Linked DNA regions of Hordeum vulgare: region 1 is linked to region 2. A link is a contact called in public Hi-C data. All regions are on one chromosome and are shown on one strand. Each heading gives the region's core, a stretch centred on a gene start, on an enhancer-like site or on the middle of the called end of the contact. The rest is flanking DNA. Distances are from core to core; before and after follow the strand shown.

Region 1 (5,492 bases), core at 26-2,525, 330 kb before region 2:
TCATGATTTGTTTTTCAAATTCATGAATAACTTTCAAAATTATAACTTTTTTCAACTTGCAAACTTTTTTCCATCCCAACATTTGTTATAAAATTCTCATATTTTTTTAATTTGCAATTTTTCTTCAAAGCAATGAACATGTTGAAAATTCACCAACATTTTCAAACTTCATGAAACTTTTTAAAATTCACTATCTTTTTCTAAAAACCGCGAGTTTTCTTATGTCCCGTTTATTTAGAAAAAGGTGAACATTTCCAATTTAAAGTTTCTTAGATGTTTTTTATTCTAGAAAAATCAATGGGTAGTTGATCAACAGGTTTACCATACTTCCCCGAGTGAGCAAGCAAGTCAAGCGACCGGTAGTAAGCGAGCTAGTGATTCATGCTGATGGGTCGGTCCAAAAGCAACGATGTGCGAGTTCTAGTTCGTTTCCACGACACGGAGGAAGCTGAATAGGGTTCCCCAAAAGGGAGCAACCTGAGCAACATGTCCCCGTCGCCTTTTTGTTTGGCTAGGCTAGGGTGTTATGTGTGAGCTCCCCATCTGATGGGTGTTTCTATCCTGCTGTGAAGCTTTTCCTCTTGCATTGGACTTTTCTCTAGACTGAATCGTCATTGCGTGCAATTGCAAATCAGGTGTATGTGGGGCCAAATTTTATGTTTTGACCCTTTTAAAAAAGTTTCTTGAGATCTAACCCCGATTCGGAAAAAAAATCTAATCCTTTTTCTACTGCGAGGGGGCTCGACGGTAGGGTTGTGTAGCCTACCTTCAGTGCCTCCGATGGTAGGCTAACGACAATAGCCGTTTACTTAACGGTCCTGGTGCTGACGTGGCACTAACCTATCGCCATGACCTGCGATGGTACAGTGTTGTAACCTACCGCCATGAGTTACGGTGGTAGGTCTGTGCATTCACAGTTCTGCGCACTGACCCCTCTGGAATCACATAAGTTCTCGGTACGGTTGCGCATCCTACCGTCACGACCTGCGGCGGTAGGCTGTGATATCCTACCGTCACGGCCGTGAGCGGTAGGGTGTGGTCATAGTGCATTTTTTACACAATACTTGTTTTTTGTCATCAACTTTTTTGCCACAACAATATTATGGACTAAAAATACATCTTCTATATCTAAATAGGAACACCCCACTAGATAATTTTCCTGCCTTCTCAGGAGGCCACATCACTCCAATTGTTACAACCATTGATGCCGTACAGATCAAGAGTCTGGAGCCGTTGATCAAAGTTCAAAGAAATTACTAAGAGCTGCCACCGCTTAGTGGAACATACCGATTCGTTCTTTCCAGTCGCCCCGCTTGCTACCTGCCTCTGAGTTGGGCTGTGCAAGTATGCTTCGATTCAGTCCAAAAAAATACGCTTCAATTTCTGACTTGGGCTGGTGCACCCAGGTTGTGGGCTAGATAGTTGACTCCTTTTTCCTTCATGTGTGGCCTCCATATTGGTACATCTACTATATATGTCAGAAAAGCCCACTTAGGGCATCTTCAATGGTTGTAAGATAATTGTTGGTAATTTTGACAGATAGGATTTTTTATGATGTGTCATGTCATAAATAAAGAAAGAGAACAAGGTTGTATGTAAATTAACCAACACCCTTGCACAAGCTCCAATATAGAATGAGAGAGCACCTTATTTATTACCTTACATCTTATTAGGCAAACTAGATACAATCCATTGGAGTAGTTGTATGTTAAGGTGTTGGCTGATGACATGACATATTTTACCAACAAGCTAACCAACAAACTGTTGGAGATGCCCTTAGCGCCATTGTTTTCTGCAAAGGAAAATCTGATCTCCAGGTGGCGCCACATTCTGTCGTCTCCCCAATTACTCCCCCATTCCCAGTGCGTCGATTGATTTTGCACGGTCTTCTTCATCTTCTCCACATAGCAAACTCATTAATAACGGATGGACCTGTTAATCCTCGATCCAGGTTTATCCTTCGAAAATCAGTTTGTTGGACGCCTGGACTCACGAATATGGACTCGCAACCGACACCCATGAAAGCATCACCATGCCCTTACCACCACCGTTTTGGATAGGGTGCACTAGTGGGGACGGGGCCTTTACCCCCAGTCTGTAAGGGGCTTTAGTCCCGGTTCACCAACCGGGACTAAAGGGGCGGGACTAAAGGCCTAACCTTTAGTCCCGGTCCTGTTCCAAGCCCGGACTAAAGGTGCTCCACGTGGGCGCCTCGTAGCGCCCCAGGGGCAGGCCCTTTAGTCCCGGTTGGTTACACGGACCGAGACTAAAGAGTTTTAGATTTTATTTATTTTTGGGTTTTTTTTGAATGAAATTATTTTTGGGTTTTAGGGTTTTAGGGTTTAGGTGTTCGGGAGATTAACGTGATGCCTGGTTTGGTGTTCGGGAATTAGTTTTCATATAATTTAAATAGAAATAATTATGCATATATATAATATTAACTTATCTTACAAGCGAGCATATATATACAATTATATGGAGATCTGAATTATCGGGACTAGAGCCCGTCTATTCGATTACATGGACGAACATCAGTAATGGCCCCTAGCTACACTAAATCGTCCTTTGTCATCTATAGCTTCCGTCCTCAGAAAGGTCGCAAGCTCCTCTGCAACAGCAATCACGCGTTGCTCTGGTAGGACCTTCGTCCTCATGGCCGTGTACTATATAAGAAGAGGAGATGAATATGAATATCAATCATGATAACAAAGAATGACGGGTAAAAATAGAGGTGCGAATGTTCATTGCTTACGTCGAATCTGTGATCCTTGTGCTCAGAGGTAAACGTGCGAATGGTCTCACAAACATAGTATCCGCATAGATGCGTTCCCCGTGGCTGCTGGTCGCACTTTACGAGAATAGAATATATATAATCAAAATAATAATCTAGCATCATAAATGTATTGAAAATAGAAGTATATCATACTACTACTTACCTGAGCCGCTCTAAAGGTCAGCTTCTCAGGCTCGATACCGGGAGTCACGCACTTGAACCGCTTCCAAACCCTGCCCGACAAGGATAATGATTTGCTAAGTTTTTCATTAATTGATATATCAGAAAATCATCGAAAGAGACCAATAGAGCTTAAGAATGATTGAAATTACCATTGGAGCATGTCTTGCAGGCTTTGGAACTGTTCCAAGGGTATCGATAATGGGTCGAAGGCATCAACTCTTCCCTTATCAATTTGAATGTCCAACAGAATCCAATGGAAGCTGCATATATATGTGTGTGTGTGTCAGTAACTTATCAATTACACTTATAAGTGAATGGACACAACAGAGTAAAGACCCTCACCTGAAGTTGTATGGAAACAGTATGTGGTCACAGAAATTTTGATCTGTTAGAAACCATAGAAGGTTTTCCTCCGTCTCCTTGGGTTTATCAGTTAGCGTCGCTATATGTATTTTATCTGGGTCAATAAACCCAATATTTAGGATGTTCCTACTTTTACAATCCAGAATCTTCATTCTGCATAATAGAGTACAAGTTATATATAGACAATGAATTGAAATAACTAAACAAGTTATATGTAGACAACGAATTGAAAAACTTACAGACAATAGCAACTCATAAGCGATTTGTCGAGGGCGTCGCCATTGTACATCTGGAAGAGTTCATAAGAGTCGATATGGATTTCTTCGGGGCGGCCGTAGTACTCCCGTGGGACACTCACCACGATCATCGTTCTCCCATTCTTTGATTCACTTAAGTACTACGTATGCAAGTAACACATATTTGTTGGGAGATCATCTTTGCTGACCAAAGGCGCTCCCATGACAAACTATGGCTTAGGGGCTACCACAACCTTGGGTAACCTGTCGTCTTGGGAAGCCAGAATGTCTTCAACCAGGATACCCCATTCAGCCGCCCACTTCTTTGCTAATTCGAAATCTTGCCCCTGCACCGGAGGGGGGACATTCTCGGTTAACACCGTGAGGGGTGGGATCAACTGTTTGGCCTGTTGTCCAAGCTGAGGAATGTTTGATTTTTCTTGCTTGTAGTTGAACTTGATTTTCTCCCACTTGCACTTGCACGTGATCTGCTCTTTTTCACTTCCTTCTGCAATGTGCGTGTATAGTCATCAGGCTTATGGTGTAAGTCATACTGTGATGGAAGGGTCGTGAAGTATTTTGCAAATGCTATTTGCTTCTCGATGTATTCCGGGCGGGGCTCGGGTTCCTTCTTTTTCATCTGCGCATGAAGATGTTCCTTTGCTATCCTGGCGTTTTCCTCGGGGGTACGATCATAAGGTCTAGTAGGAAGATTAGCATGAGGTACCTTTGGGAGGGCGACCGTTTGTGCTTTGGGGGGCTCCGTCGCTTAGAAAACATCGGCGGAGCGTTCTTGCTGGCACGCTTCCGCTTAGTATCTGGAGCGGGCGGCGGCGGAGATGGACGACCCAAGTCCGGCGGCGGTGATCGAGATGGACTCGTGTTGTGCTGGCGGACGTCATGTGGAGGGCTTGGAGGTAATGGAGGTGTAGGTGACCTGCGACGACTCGGAGGCGGTGTTGTCCTTAGCCTGGAAGCTTGATGTAGTTCTTGTCCCATAGGATGACTCCACCCAGTACTTCTCCGAGTGTCCTCTCATCTTCGGGTCCAGCTATGTCGAGCTCCATATCATGAAACCCCGCCATGATTTCATCCACCCCGACTTTAGCAAAGCCAGTTGGAATCTCACGGCCATGCCAGCGTGCATCAGGGCCAGAAGGTAAAGCTTGTCCGACGGCCACCTTCATGGATATGTTCTTGAATTTCTGATGGAGTTCACATGATGTTGACTCCTTGATTCAATCCACGGGGTAGCCGGGACCGCCGTCTATCATTCTTCGTGCATCGTCGGGCGGGGCCTCAGATTCAGCCACGCTGCTTTTCCTCTTAGATGGGGCGCCGGTAATATCAAATGTAGGATCTTCCTGGCGCGCTACTCCTCTAAGCTCATCAATCTGCTTCTGTTGCTCGTTAATCCTGGCAAGCAACTGGTTGAACTTGTCATTCTCCTCATCCTGCTGCCGCTTCTTTGCTCTCTCTCGGCTTCTGTAAGTGTCTTGGACTCTGGCAAACCCAAGCCACCACGGGTAAGAAGGACCGAAGCCTCGCGTTCGTCCTCCATGTTCGTCATTGCCGAGGACCAGTGTGAGCAAATCTTTCTCTCTATCTGCAGTGAACTTTCTTTTTCCCTCCTTAATTTCTTTCACTATCCTATTCCAATTCTCCCTGGGTATCCTAAGACCGTCACTGCAGATGAGGTCCCCTGTTTCTTCGTCGTACGAACCACCATGCGCAAGGAACCAATTTCTTGCTCTTAATTCCCACTCATCACGGAGTGGTTCAGGTACGATGCCTTTAGCTAGCAGATCTTGCTCTTTCTTATCCCACTTTGGGATGGCAGTCTCATAGCCCCCTGGCCCCAGCTTGTGGTGATATTTCTTCTTGTCGGCATTTATCTTGTTCTTTTTTGATAATGCATGGGCATCTTCTGACTCCTT
Region 2 (5,942 bases), core at 369-2,868:
TTGGGACGGAGGGAGTACTATCTAGTATCCTTACGTTCAGCTACTGCAGCATATGAATACAATTTATTTATTTCGATGAGAGGGGCGACATGGCCCCCGTTTTCATTAAGTATTAATACAATTTATGGGTATGTATAAGATATGACACACTGAGAGTACATCAGCTATCGAGTCTTGCTTTAATTTTATTGTAGGTACTGACGGTGGTAGTGTTCATTTTCAAGCTCTCTTGCCTTTGTACAGATCAGAAGCGAAAATTCAACTCTAATACATGCCCTATAGTCCCCAGAAGGCAATGGACTGTGCATTCTGCATAAATGCAATGAACCTACACCAGCAGACTATAGCACAGCGACTGATATTGTGCGATTTCATCCACCATATTGGGTTTTGCTTTAGTTTCATTTTCAATCTATGTTGCCTCTCTAGAGATCAGAGGTGCAAATTCAACTCCAAAGCGCTATTCTACACATAAGGCAACGAACTACCTTTTATGCATAAACGGAACAGATCTATGCTGATGGACTGCAGTATGGGTATTGTTTATTCGTTTCCTTAAACTTATGGGCAAACAACAATTCAGGTCATTTAGAACTTCTCATGAAACGATAAAGGGCGAAGAAACGAGAATGTTAAAAGCAATTCAGTCGTGAGGTTCAAGTCATCTGTGCACTAACTAGTATGATGAAAACCTAGATCCAAAAGATTTGAAATGTAAAATAGAATGAAATGCTCACTAAATCCTCACATAATTCACTATTGCTCCGTGCCAGTTAAATCGGCGAGACCGGGGTCAAACTAACCGCTAACCATACCATTTCATTCGAGCCATTTTGCTAATTGCAACAGTACGCTGTGAGCAGAGATGAGGCATCCATACAAACCATAACACAGAACCCTACCCTAATGATCTCAAACTGAAGTACAGTATCACAGCCGAGATCAGCCAAACAACAGAACAATGAGGAGAGTAGAGGAGGAGAGGCAGTGGGGGTTAAGAACCTGGTACTCCCACTCGGCGGCGACGGCCATGGCGAGCTTGCGCGAGTGCAGCTTGAGCGGGCGCTTTGCGGGCGTCTTGAGGGTGCGGTAGTCGAGCATGACCGTCCACCCGTTGCCGTCGTCGGCGCGGCGCACGGTGGCGTCGCGGTAGAACCGCTTCCCCACCACGGACCCCGTCATGAACGACATGGGCATCGCCACCGAGGTCTCGTCCCGCGTCGCGGAGGAGGACGGCTTCCTCACGTAGATCGCCTCGCCCCCCGCCTCCTCCCCGCCCGGCCCCGGTGACGCCTCCGCCGCCGTCCCAAAAAGCCGCCGGCCGCCCGCGCATCGCCGCAGCAGGAGCAGGCGGCGGCCCGCCAGTGTCGTCGCCATTCCTCTGCCTGGTCGCCGCTTCACCTGGGCCTCTCTCTCCCAAATGTACTGAGTACAAAAGTATCACGAACCCAGCCCATGTCATGGTGTAAGCCCAACAGGCTACCTCCGGCCCAGTAAGGCCCATCGCGGAGGCCCGGAGAACGTTCCAGACGCATCTGACCTTGCCCTCACCGGTCACCGCCCCCACGCGGGCCCGGTTCGTCTCCACGGCGCCAAAGAGGCGACCAGCGACTCGGACCGAATCCCCCAACTTTAGTCCTGCCTTTCCATCCACCCCACATCGCAAACCCTGCACGCTACGGCGACCGGCGCCGCGTGAGATCTCGAACCCCGACAGACGGCGCATGCGCTCGCCGTGACCGGACCTCGCGCCATGGCCATCGCGGAGGCATCCCCCTTCGCGGACCTACCCTTCCCCGACGACCTGCCGGAGTTCCCGCACGGCCCCGGCGGGGTCGGGGACGACGCCTTCGGGCTGGATGGCTTCAACCTCGACGATCTGGACATAGACTTCGACTTCGACCTCGACCTCGACCTCCTCCCCACCGACGACGTGCAGCTCCCCTCGTCCCCGCCGCCGCTCGCCACGTCATCGTCCTCGGCCGGGTCGCCGGGCGGGGGCGGGGGCGGGGACTCCTCCTCCGGCTCCGGTGGCGGAGCGGACGGCGGCCTGAAGAACGACGAGTCCTCGGAGACGTCTTCGAGGAGCGCGAGCGCTGGGAGCGACGGCAAGGCTAGGGATGGAGTTGAGGGTGAGGACGTCAAGCGGCGTGCGCGGCTGGTGCGGAACCGGGAGAGCGCGCACCTGTCGCGGCAGAGGAAGAAGCAGTACGTGGAGGAGCTGGAGGGCAAGGTCAAGGCCATGCAGGCCACCATCGCCGACCTCTCCACCAGGATCTCCTGCGTCACCGCCGAGAACGCCGCTCTCAAGCAGCAACTGGCCGGTGCCGGTGGCGCAGGCGTCCCGCCGCCGTTGCCCATGTACCCGGGATTGTACCCTTTGCCGCCGCCATGGATGCACCCGGCTTATGCGATGGGAGCGCGCGGCTCCCAAGTGCCGCTCATGCCGATACCTCGGCTGAAAACCAAGCAGCCTGCGTCGGCTGCCGCAGAGCCACCGGCCAAGAAGTCTAGGAAGACCAAGAAGGTTGCCAGTGTCAGTCTTCTTGGGTTGCTGTTCCTGATGATGCTCTGTGGGTGTTTGGTTCCTGCGGTAAATCGGATGTATGGTGCAGTTGATTCTCGAGAAGGAATTGTGCTTGGTCCATCACAATCACGTCATGGGAGGGTTCTGGCTGTTGATGGGCCTCGAGATAGTGTCTCGGAAGGTGTTGATTCGGAGTTGCCACATAATTCAAGTCAGACGCTTCCGGTGTTGTTGTATATTCCGAGGAATGGGAAGCATGTGAAGATCAATGGAAATCTGGTTATCCAGTCTGTTGTTGCGAGTGAGAAAGCTTCTTCACGCATGTGTCACTCTGATGGGAAGAGTTCATGTAACCAAGGACAAGAAGACACTAGTCTGGCAATTCCTGGCCATGTGGCTCAGTTGAATTCTGGAGAAGTCATGGAATCTGCTAAAGCAATAAAAAATAAACTGATGGCTTTACCTGCTGGAGATGGAAGCATATACAGAGAGGATGATGAATTACTGCCACAATGGTTTAGTGAAGCAATGTCAGGTAAGGATGCTACAAGAAGTTACATACTGCTTTAGATTTGAGAAATGAATTCCTTATGTGCGTGTGCCACGTCGGTTTTATACTTGTTATCATACTGTGACCTTGATACGAATATAACAGTCACTAGCTGATGCAACTTCCTAATAGATAATGTTTGATGTTTGCAAGTTACTTAGCCGACATAAGGGTGTCAGTTTTCGGGAAATATTATCTAGTGGATGCCTCTGTTCGGATCAGTAGACAACTTGAAAATGGCTACCATGTGAAGTATGCACAGCAAGGCGATCATGGACTTATATAGTTATGCGTCACTTGAATACTTGATCAATGAACGCATTCCAAGAGCTTATGTTTGGTGTATTATTGCCTTGTGCAGTTGCAACAATTGCTAATGCAGCGTATTATACAACCTGTGCTCGTGCATGTATGCAGTATCAGTAATTCAGTATGCATGTTAACATAAATATTACTTGTGGAGTGATGCAGCATATAAAAATGTAGCATGTCCCTAAGAACTTCATTGCTCTTGAAATAATTTGACTAACCCAATGTAATATGCTTAGTTGAACATGATAGAGCATGTAATTGACCGTACCAGTAACATGTTTTTAGTTGTCCAAATTGTGTAGCATACATTTCTAAAAGTGTTAGCATTGAGGATATGTGATGTGCTACCTCAGTTGCAATTGTGCAGTTATATGCATGTATGTATTGAAATTTTTTAGAAAATTAAATTGTAGCTTGACATTAGGGATCTATTCCTGTAGGAAAAATAGGTGCTATCTCAGACACCTTTGTTCAATTGAATTCAATTAAACCTGTAATTGACTGCAGTTAGTTACTGCAACTGGTCTGTTCCCTCATTTGCTGATGGTTGTTGCTTATTAACATACAACATTGGTGGTTGTGGACTATTACGGCATTATAAATTTAACTCATCCCTAAGAACTTCATTGATGAAAGCTCTAGAGATAGTCTGACGAAATCCAGTGTAAAATGAATAAATGATATAGCTGGGTTTGATAGAGCATGTAATTGATTGTACCAATAGCATGCTTTTTGTTAGTTTGCTTAAGTTCTGCCGGTTCTGGGTGTGTAGTTGTGACACCCGAATTGTGTGGCAATGTGATGTGCTACCTCAGTTGCCATTGTACAGCTATACATATATATGTGGAAAATTGAATTGTAGCTTGACGTTAGGGATCTGATCCTGTAGGAAGAAGTGTATGCTATCTCAGTTGCTTTTGAACAGTTGCATTCAATTTGTACACTGTTACTCCAAGTAGATTATTTCTTCACTTGCTGAAAGCTATTCCTTCCCATTGTTTTGCAGGTCCTATGTTGAGCTCCGGAATGTGCACCGAAGTGTTCCAGTTTGATATATCCCCGACCACCATTGTTCCTGTCTACTCCAGTGCTATGCCCAATACATCACATAACTCCACGGAGAACGTCCCCTCCAGTCAATCCCATAAGGTCAAGAACAGAAGGATTTTACATTCCATGGCCATTCCCCTAAAAGGTTCAACATCCAACCACACTGATCACCTCAAAGCGCACCCCAAGAACGAGAGCTTTGCTGGAAACAAGCCGGCCTCATCCGTGGTGGTCTCTGTCCTGGCCGACCCAAGAGTGGATGCCGATGGGAGGATCTCTTCGAAGTCATTGTCGCGTATATTTGTTGTAGTCCTTGTTGACAGTGTAAAGTATGTCACTTACTCATGCGTCCTGCCGTTCAAAACCCATAGCCCTCATCTTTGAGCTGAGTTTTCACCGGAGCGGTGTGTGTTTAGGTTATGCCGATTAACAGGACTGGAATTGTTCACAAAGGAATTGATGTTTTGTGTATGTGAATAGAGTTGCAGTTAATTAACTCAAATAATCAGTTAACTGTTTATTATTACCATATATGGGCCTTTATATGTTTTTCTATCTCTGTCGCAGTTTCATTTTCCAAACTTGGCTAAGGTGATCAAAATCGATGCCCTAGTCTTCTGTGATCTTGTCACAATATTGCAAGATACTGATGCGAGTAGGGTATGGTCTTGTAAAGATTTGTAGAATTAGAAGAACTTTCTCAAGAAGATAAAAACGAGCAAATGGGTGATGAGTGTAAACTCGATGGGACAAAGATTTGTAGAATTAGAAGAACTTTCTCGAGAAGATAAAAAGGAGCAAATGGGTGATGGGTGTAAACTTGATGGGACAAAGATTTGTAGAATTAGAAGAACTTCCTCGAGAAGATAAAAAGAAGCAAATGGGTGATGAGTGTAAACTCGATGGGACAAAGTTTTGTAGAATTAGAAGAACTTTCTCGAAAAGATAAAAAGGAGCAAATGGATGATGAGTGTAAACTCGATGGGACAAATATTTGTACAATTAGAAGAATTTTTTCTAGAAGATAAAAAGGAGCAAATGGGTGATGAGTGTAAACTTGATGGGACAAAGATTTGTAGAATTAGAAGAACTTTCTCGAGAAGATAAAAAGGAGCAAATGGGTGATGAGTGTGAACTCCATGGGACATGGACTATGTTACAATTTGGGAGCAACTCTAGCAGAGTTGTCATATTGGCCCGATCCTAATATTGTGATTTTCAGCCAAAATGGCACTCAAACAGAGTCATCATACGCCTTTGAGTCGTCATATTTATGTAGCGTTGAGCCTATGAGCCTCATCTATGAAGGATGTGGGCTTTGATTTGGAGCACACATTTTACTGAGGGCGCTCCATGTCGAGCCTGTAAGCAATTAGACCACATGTCATCCGTTAGTTGCCCATGCTGGTGGAAAGTTTCACCTCACTCCTTAACCTTCGACGCTGGTCTTCGGTGATTTCATCAAAAATTTTCCGCCACCCATCATGTTTTCTTGCCGCCCGT

Evidence for each region. A called contact is a pair of places that touch in the nucleus more often than the background predicts.
Region 1: a contact with region 2 is called in a Hi-C map of seedling, with 2.8 times the contacts expected there. The contact joins the enhancer-like site here to the promoter of LOC123425033 in region 2. A contact is called at or near these places in 1 of 6 Hi-C or Micro-C datasets (seedling) and 1 of 1 datasets of contacts at active chromatin or transcription factors (embryo).

Annotation. Positions count from the first base shown.
Region 1 is chr2H:66,652,469-66,657,960 of MorexV3_pseudomolecules_assembly, reverse strand. No RefSeq gene overlaps it. Among protein-coding and RNA genes, the nearest start is that of LOC123429586, 70 kb to the right of the region's middle. Within about 2 kb of position 1,275, at least 3 of the 3 cell types and tissues checked have open chromatin away from gene starts, as enhancers often do. A contact at or near this core is called in seedling, where this site is marked.
Region 2 is chr2H:66,324,693-66,330,634 of MorexV3_pseudomolecules_assembly, reverse strand. LOC123425033 (bZIP transcription factor 60-like) reads left to right here and starts at 1,618. Exons shown (of 2, transcript XM_045108705.1): 1 at 1,618-3,062; 2 at 4,396-4,941. The coding sequence starts at 1,754. The coding sequence ends at 4,823. LOC123425034 (ATP synthase mitochondrial F1 complex assembly factor 2) reads right to left here and starts at 1,387. Exons shown (of 4, transcript XM_045108706.1): 1 at 1,003-1,387. The coding sequence starts at 1,377.